2 separate regions of the Mus musculus genome follow, and region 2 is linked to region 1. The links are chromatin contacts, called in public promoter capture Hi-C maps. All regions are on one chromosome and are shown on one strand. The core of a region is the stretch at or near the end of the contact, and the rest is flanking DNA. Distances in the headings are between cores, read along the strand shown. Region 1 holds the start of Kcnk7 (potassium channel, subfamily K, member 7). Region 2 overlaps Capn1 (calpain 1).

Region 1 (4,138 bases), core at 990-3,489:
AAGTAACCTGGGGAGAAGAGGCAGTAGGGGCAGCTCTTAGGGTGCTCAGAATACCCCCCCCCCCACTTCCCAGTGTGACCATCCACCCTGGCACTACTTGAAACTCTCAACATGGCTCCCAGTGTTCTTTAAACTACAACACCCATTTTGTGCCCTAGGGTAGGATCTCTGTGAATTGTAGTCCCTAGTGGTCTATGGGAGTTGTAGTCCAGACCCTCTCTACCCTCCTCTTTTCTGGACTCACCAAGAAGTGCAAACTGCCCAAGGTGGTAAATGGCTGGGTGCAGGCCACGTCCATGGGCAGGCAGCAAGTCTCCTAGGCCGATCGTGCTGAGTGAGCCGAAACAGAAGTAGATGGCTTCTAGCAGGCTGCAGTCACCCTGTACACCCCACAGCACCAGTGCTGGCAGCAGCATGAAGACACAGGCCACCAGGAGGCCCAGTCCTGCTGCCTGTAGCAGAGCAGCCTGAGCTGGTGCCAGCTGCCAGCGAATGGCTACCCAGTCACCTGGGCGACTGAACACAGGCAGCAAGCAGTGGCGCAGGGCAGCCACAAGTGCTAGAGAGGCTGGCAGCCCAAGGGCTGCATAGACCACACAGAAGGCCTTTCCACCTGAGGAGAGTGGGGCCATGTGGCCATAACCTGGAAAAGAGAGAGAAGAGGGCAGCAAGCTTTTGAGTGGGCTGCCCCTGGCGGTCACTTTTTCTCCATCACCTCCCACAGAAGTCTGCCTTTTGGTGATGACATGAATGCTTCAGGCTGGGGTCCTCTTTTCACTGGATGGTGGACTGGCTTCTTAACCTCACTGGGTTACTGTTGTCTTTTCTGGAAAATTAATTCTGAAGACAGATGCCCTAGGCTGTCTGTAGCTGGAACAATTTAAAGCTGATTCTGGCTTTGAGAGACCCTTCCTCTTTATCTGTACTTCAGATGGAGACCAGGGAGCCCCATGCCTTCTAGGCAAGCGCTCCACAACTAATGTCTCCCCAGCCAGATCCTGACTTCCTGGGTTTGTCAGTTCTTATTTTTACCATTATTTCCAAATCTTCAACCTGTGGCATGCCATCCGCCTTCTTTCCCCAAATGTGTATCTGCCCGGGCTCTGGGTTATGGGAGGGAAGCAGGCAAGGGAACAAGACGTTCTGAAAAGAGGCAGCATGCACGAGAGACAGCATTTAGAGCCAGAGAAGCAGGGAGCAAGAAAGGGAGAGGTAGGAGACTGGGGCATGCTGGGAGAACAAGATCAGCAGGGTCCATGGGTTACAAAGGCCAAAGCTCCTAGGAGTCAGCTGTGAGGTAAGAGTGTAGTGAAGACTGGGTGGGCCAGCGGCCATGTGGTCTAGAGGCAGGCTCCATCCTGCTCCAGCCAATTGGAAAGGAAGTTAGAGATACATATTTCACTTTGAAAAGTATTTAGACTATTAGCAGGACAATGAAACAAAACCAACCCCCTAGGACTAGTTCTGTGCCTAAGCACATCTGTTCTCTTAGCCAGGAATTTCGCTAACCCGACCTACTTCTGCACCCTGTTCACTGGGCTCTGAGCACATCATCACCACTTCCTCCCCTCAGACTTCCTCGAGGGCGGCTCTAAGCTGTGCTTCCTACAGCATCTCTCTAGCCAAGAGTCTATCCCACCCAGATGTATTCTCTGTCTGGCTTCAGGCCTATGTGACCCGGGTTTCTCTGCTGGATGCAGAGTGCTGAGGGGCGGGGCTGGGGAGGCCACACCCCTCCTGGCAGCTTAAGTGGAGGCACCAGTTGGGGTGTGTTGTGTGGGGAGCCCCACTTGTGATGTCAGGTCTGATAGAGCCGTGGCTTTGTCTGGAGCTTTGGGGTGGGGGAAGGGCTTGCACCCTAGAGCTCTTGGGTCCTCCTCCTGGTTTGCTTGGTGGTAGTGGTGGTAGTGCCTACCGGTGGTGGTGAGGATGCTGGCAGTGAACAGCAGAGCTGAGGGCAGATCCCAGTTGCTTGTCTCTGAGCTGTTGCCCAGGCTGGAAACTCCATGGGCCTGTGCTCTCAGGACCGCACCTAGCAGCTCCTCCAGGGCCTCAGGTGGCAAGCAGGCCCTGTGCTCTGCCTGGAAGCTAGCCAGTTCAGCCTGGACCTGGGCCTGGAGGTGGCGAGCTGGAGGGCCCTCCAGGGCCTGAAGCACCACAGCCCCAAGGCCCATGGCCAGCAGGTGGGCCATAAGCAGGAGCAGGTATCGGGCCCATGGTTTCAGACTCCCCATAGCATGGCACTGAGTCTGGGAAGGTGAGGGAGTAGGCTAAGCCACCAGTGGCACCAGGGAGGGGCTGCGAAGGGCGTGGCGGGGAGGAGGTGCTGCGTGGGTAGGCGGCTGAGATGACTAGAATGAACGTGAATGAGGGAGGTGAGCCACAGCACGCCCAGTTTCTGGGGCAAGACATGGCAGCCGGGCACTGGGGGTGGGCGGAGGAAGACACTGTGGTGAGAAGACTGACTGGGTGAGAAAAGCCTGGAGAGATCCTCACACGAACGTACGCAAAGTCACGCCTCCTTGGTCACATATGCATCACTCATTCAGACACCAGGGAAGATGACAGACACAGGTTTGTCCTCTCCTGCTGCTCCCATAAGAAATCTGCTGACAAACTACCAGGGAGCAGCCTGCGGGGAGGGCAAACTTCCCAGGAAAACTCTTTGAAGGAAGTAATATTCCAACCAGAGAACAAGCTAGTTATGGTGCTGGAAAGATGGTCTGCTGTGAGGAACACTTGCTGTTCTTCCAGAGGACCTTGGTTCGATTCCTGGCACCTACATGGTGGCTCACGACTGCCAGTGACTCTAGTTCCAGGTTACCTGAGAGCCTTCCCCTGGCACAGGTATACCAGGTACACTTGTGGTAAAGACCCATGCAGGCAAAACAGCAATCTATATAAAAATATAGGGCCAAGTGTGATGGCGAATGCCTTCAAGATTTCTGTGAGTTCAAGGCTAACCTGATCTACAAAGCAGGTTCGAAGTCAGGGCAATAGAGTAAGATTGTCTAAAATAAAATAAAAGTTTAAAGATAACATCAGGGAAAAAGTCATATAGGAGTCAGAGACCAACCATGAAGAAGGGGCTGAGGAGACAGGTTGTTGTTGGCAAGTAGACCAAAGATCTTGTGAGGATGCTGAAGCATTCTGGGTGGGACAGTGATCGCCTAAGCAGAGGGTGGGAGAGGCTCTGTGGGACTCAGAATAGACACAGTTGGAGAGAGCATGAGGTAAGGGCGCTTGGTGTTCCTGACTCTTTGTTCTGGCTCTTGCTGCAGATCTCCTGCCTCTGCCTGGCTGGACTGCAGACCTGGAATGGCTACTTTGTGTAAATTGGGGGAGCTTCATTCATAAACCATGGAAGGACTGCCCTAAGGCATTGACTGGGTGGGAACCTCAAGGCCAGGTCCAGGCCACCAGGGAGGGTCACCATGCTTCCAGGTGGGTGGGCTTCCCCATATCCAGAATATGAGAGGCAAACCCAGGGCAAACCCTTGAGATTTTTCCCAGAGGTGAGTATCTCCCTGGGGTGAAGACGACACATCCTGGGAAAGGTTCCTAGAGATGACATCGCAGCTGGGCCTAGCAGGCAGACAGGGACCACCGGCAACAAGGAACCTCCGGGCAAAGCATCACTTGAATGGTAGAGATGGCTCAAGGAAAAGCCTGGCAATGGTGAGAGGCTGGCTGGGCTGGGCCTTAGCGACTACCCAGTTGCTGGGCTTGGTCCTAGGAGAGGAGGCACAAGGCCTCCTAGCTCTGCCTCAGCTACTTATCTGCCCAGAGTTCTAGGGGCATGAAGACAAAACACCAGATTACCTCCAAGAAAGGTGACATTACATTTGGGGAGACAGCTTACAAGTTTATTTGGCTTCATTGGCTCCCCAAGCCAAGGCTCCAACCTTGGCGGGGCAGTAGAAAGGCACCCAGAGAGCCCCGGCTCCAATAACTTCCAGGGTTGGGGGTCCAGGAACTCAGCCTTGGAGACAGGGGCCACAGTAACAGGACTTGGTCAAAAGTGCTGGTGACACCTGAGGTCAGCCCCTTTCCCCTGGACCTCCCTGCTCCCTGCTCCGCTCCTGGGGGCAATTCCCTGAGACAGGCTCTGGTCCTCCTAACCAGCTAGGTACAGTGT
Region 2 (4,138 bases), core at 901-3,400, 280 kb before region 1:
TGTGGTTGCTAAGCTACGGACTTTATCTGGGCTCTTCCCTTTCCTCTCCTTGTAGCTTACCAAGAACAAGGGCCTTTTCATTCATTTCTGCATGTGTGTGTATGTGTGTGTGTGGTGTGTGCATGTATGTACCTATGTTCATATGTGTGTGGACACACATAAAAGCCAGAGGGTGATATCATCTGTCTTCCTTCATTACTGTTGCTGAGACAGGGCCTCTCACTGAACCTGGATCTCACAGATTAGCCTAGTTTGGCTATCCAGTTTCCCCAGGGAATCCTGTCTGCCTCCCCAGTGAAGGCTGGGATTACTGGCAAACTACCAAGTTTCCTTGGCTTTTATGTGGATTCTAGGAACCCAGTCTTGGTCCTCAAGCTTTCGTGAGGGATGCTTTATCCACTGAGCCATCAAACAGAGCCCTTTGTTATTGCTAATGTGAAGAAGAGAAAAGTAATTCTTAGGAGAGTGACTGAGTCTGGGTCACATGACTGGAGCAGGCAGGGTGAGGATGGGCCGGTACAGGCTCCAAGCTCCAGTTAGGCAGGTGTAGGACTCTCCCACACTGGCCTGCGTAAAAACAAGTATGGCCAGATGTCTAGATCCTCTGCAGCCAGCGTGTGATTTTCTGGGGTGTTCTTGGGGTGATGTTCCCATGTTCCCCTTGGGCCTGGCCCTCACTTGCCTAGCCCCTCCTAGCTTCTTTTGTTTTGTTGTTGCTGTTATTTATTTTATGTAATCCCATTACAGATGGCTGTGAGCTACTATGTGGTTGCTGGGAATTGAACTCATGACCTCTTAACCTCTGAGCCATCTCCTCCAGCCTGGCCCCCATGCAGCCCCCACCCTGCCCTCCATCCCCACCCCAGCTCTACCCAAGAGGTCTTGCAGCACATCTTCTCAGAGCAGCTCCTCCCGGCCCAAGCTGGCTGCCCCTGCTCCAGCCCTCACTTGCCCATCCCCTCTCTGCTCAGGCTTCAAGCTTAACAAGAAGCTGCATGAACTCATAATCACCCGCTACTCGGAGCCCGACCTGGCCGTGGACTTTGACAACTTTGTGTGCTGTCTTGTGCGGCTGGAGACCATGTTCCGTGAGTGTCCCCAGTGGACCCCACTTCACCACAAAGCATACAGTGTTCCTCATGAGGCATAGAGGGGCAAGTGGGGTGGAGGCTGAAGGAGAACAGAGGACTCTTATACGGGTGCATGGAGCACGGAGCGTGTACGGAGGGGGGGCCTAAGGGGACCTCTTTGGACAGGAAGCGTTATGACTTTGAGGGGCAATAACTTGGGGTGCGTGGGAAGTGGGAGATAGTCTTGGCTGAACATTAACTGTCTGGCTGGTGTCCCAGATTTAACTCATTTTTCTTGAACACAGGGTTTTTCAAACTTCTGGACACAGACCTGGATGGTGTTGTGACCTTTGATCTATTTAAGGTGAGATAATCCCCCCTGTTCACCCAACCCGACCAGGACAGGCGTCCACGGCCTTGGAACAAGGCTTCAAATCTGGACCCCAGTCTTGGAAGCTTCTGAAGCCTGGGGGGTGGGGGATGAAGAAGGGGAGGCCAGGCTTCTAGAAGCTGGTGGGAACCAGCAGCCTAACGTTCCAGAGTAGAGAAATGAGACAGCTGCTGCTGACTGTGGCGGTGACTCAGGCCCAACCCGAGGGAGGCAGAGACAGGTGGAGTTCTGGGAGTTTGAGGCTAGCCTGGTCTACAGAGTGAGTTCCAGGACAGCCATGGACTGTCCTTGTCTCAAAAAAAAACAGAGAAAAGCCAAACATACACACATACAGAGAGAGAGAGAGAGAGAGAGAGAGAGAGAGAGAGAGAGAGAGAGAGGAAGAAGAGGAGGAGGAGGAGGAGGAGAAGAAGGAGAAGCGAACACCCCTGTTGAGGGCATAAATATTATAAATATTGCTTGGTGATGGCTGAGCCCAGTCTGCAGTCTGTCCTCTGGGATGGGTGATGGGTAAAGGAAGAAGCTGACTGGCCATGTGTCCTGCAGCTCCAAGTAACCTGTCTGTCTTGCCCTGCAGTGGCTCCAGCTGACTATGTTTGCCTGAAGTGGGGAATCGCTCCGCTCCAGTTGCCTTTGTTCTTCCATTCTTCCTCTGCCAAGCCACGCCTCCCCGCCAAGCCACGCCTCCCCGCCGTGCCACTCCAGACTACACCAGCTTCTGGTGCCTTCCTCAGAACAGGAAGGAAGGCACCCTTGTCCTCCTGTTCCCCTTGTCCTCCTGTCCTTTCACCTCCCCACTACCTCTGTTCGACTGCTCTGGGCAGTCACGGGGCCCTCCCTGCCCCTGTAGTCAGACTGGGCACCCTGACCCCTGCTCAGGGCTAAGACCAGGAAGACAGCTCCCTGCTCATCCCTGCCTCGGGGCAGGGGCAGGGGCAGGGGCAGGGGCAGGGGCAGGGGCAGGGGCAGGGGCAGGCACCCCTGCCTCCCCCTCGCTGCTACTGTCCGGATGTGAGTCTTGCCTAATCTGTGGAGGCTCTAGCCCCTGTCATCCCCTAGAGCTGCAGACTTCATAACCACTAGCTAGCTCCCTGTCTGCACCCGGGTGTTGAAGGCCTCACCTCACTGTGGGAGCCCCACAGCCAGACTCACCTTCCTGTGCCTTCTGTGCAGCAGCCAAGATCCCTCTGCAAACCAAACTACACCTCTCCTAGCCTGTGTGCCCACCAGGAACTTCCTGGCCCCGAGGGTGCTCAGGCCCTCCCCATCCCCGACCCCTCTCCCTCTCTTTTTTTGTATATATACTGGTCATTTTCAAGGGAATGCCTGAGGGATGAGTGTACTGGTTATGGAGGAACTGGGGGTGGGGTAGGGAGGTCCCGTGTTTCAGTGCAGTGAGAAAATAAAATGAAAGGCTGTACATCTGTCTCTGGGTGTTATTCTCCCCAACTGTTCCCTTGATTGTACCAGCAAGCCTTGGCGTAGAAGCAGCTCAGGCTGTCTCATGCCCTTGTCCACCCTTGCCAGAGATTGGGTATCTGGCTGTGGCCACCTCAGCTCCTGAGATGTTGAGCAGGCCTGGGCACAGAGACATGAACCGACTGCTCCACTGACAGCCAATCCAGGTGGCTTTTCTGGTTTTGCATGCTCTACCTGGGGGCTGAGTCTGACTTCCTCCTCTGCAGATATCAGTAAGGAAACACAAGACCTCCACTTAGCATAGATCTGACCCCCTAGGGAGCTCTCTAAAGCACAGAGTCCCCACCCAACCCCAGACCACAGTGGGACACCCTGTAATCCAGCAGTTTACATTAATGTTCTGCCTCTGTGGCTCTTACCAGAGATAAGAGGAAGGAGCCAGGTGGGCTGTATTTGGTTGGTAGAAGGCTTGCCACTGGGTGGTGGTGGTTCATGCCTTTTAGTTTCAGAATTCAGGGGGCAGAGACAGGCGGATTTCTAAGTTCCAGGCCAGCCTGGTCTACAGAATGAGTTCCAGGACAGCCAGAGTTACACAGAGGAACTCTTGTCTCAGAAAAATAAAAAAAAGTTCAAGCCATGCATGGTGGTGCACGCCTTTAATCCCAGCACTCGGGAGGCAGAGGCAGACGGATTTCTGAGTTCGAGGCCAGCCTGGTCTACAAAGTGAGTTCCAGGACAGACAGGGCTATACAGAGAAACCCTGTCTTGAAAAACCAAAATAAATAAATAAATAAATAAATAAAGTTCAAAGTTCACCATCTGACTACATACATACATACATACATACATACACACACACACACATACATACATACATACATACATACATACATAGGGAGTTCCAGGCCAGCCTGGGCTATAGTAGACGTTATCTTGAGAAGAAATGGAAAAAAAAAGAAAAGAAAAATTGAGGGAGCAGGGAGTGGGCGATGGGACTGCCCACAAGGCTGCATGTAGAAATGGAACTGAGAGTTCTGATCATGAAAGAACCAGTGTCCTGAGCTGATGGTTTCCAGGAGCTATTTACTGGGAGGCCGGAGCCAAGTCAACTGGCCTCCTCACTGGAGCAGGTCCTGGAGGGAGCGGTATGCATGGTGTCCTGGATTCCTCTCCTTTCAGCCCTCAGCCCTCAGCCCCTCTCTAGAGTGGCTTTAATTTGCTGTGGTGATTCGCCAACATACCCTGAAAGTTCCCGACC

Evidence for each region. Promoter capture Hi-C pulls out the DNA fragments that hold promoters and counts their contacts.
Region 2: a promoter capture Hi-C map of liver shows a contact between it and region 1, with 6 times the contacts expected there. A contact is called at or near these places in 6 of 39 promoter capture datasets (the 3T3-L1 cell line, hippocampal neurons, liver and 2 more) and 2 of 130 datasets of targeted methods (astrocytes and pancreatic cancer cells).

What each region holds. Positions count from the first base shown.
Region 1 is chr19:5,702,572-5,706,709 of GRCm38.p6, reverse strand. It overlaps Kcnk7 (potassium channel, subfamily K, member 7), which reads right to left and starts at 2,239. Exons shown (of 3, transcript NM_010609.3): 1 at 1,916-2,239; 2 at 245-643; 3 at 1-7. The coding sequence starts at 2,234. Map3k11 (mitogen-activated protein kinase kinase kinase 11) reads right to left here. Exons shown (of 12, transcript NM_022012.3): 12 at 3,845-4,138.
Region 2 is chr19:5,987,288-5,991,425 of GRCm38.p6, reverse strand. It overlaps Capn1 (calpain 1), which reads left to right. Exons shown (of 22, transcript NM_007600.3): 20 at 972-1,088; 21 at 1,376-1,434; 22 at 2,039-2,881. The coding sequence ends at 2,065. Among named protein-coding and RNA genes, the nearest start is that of Slc22a20, 3.2 kb to the right of the region's middle.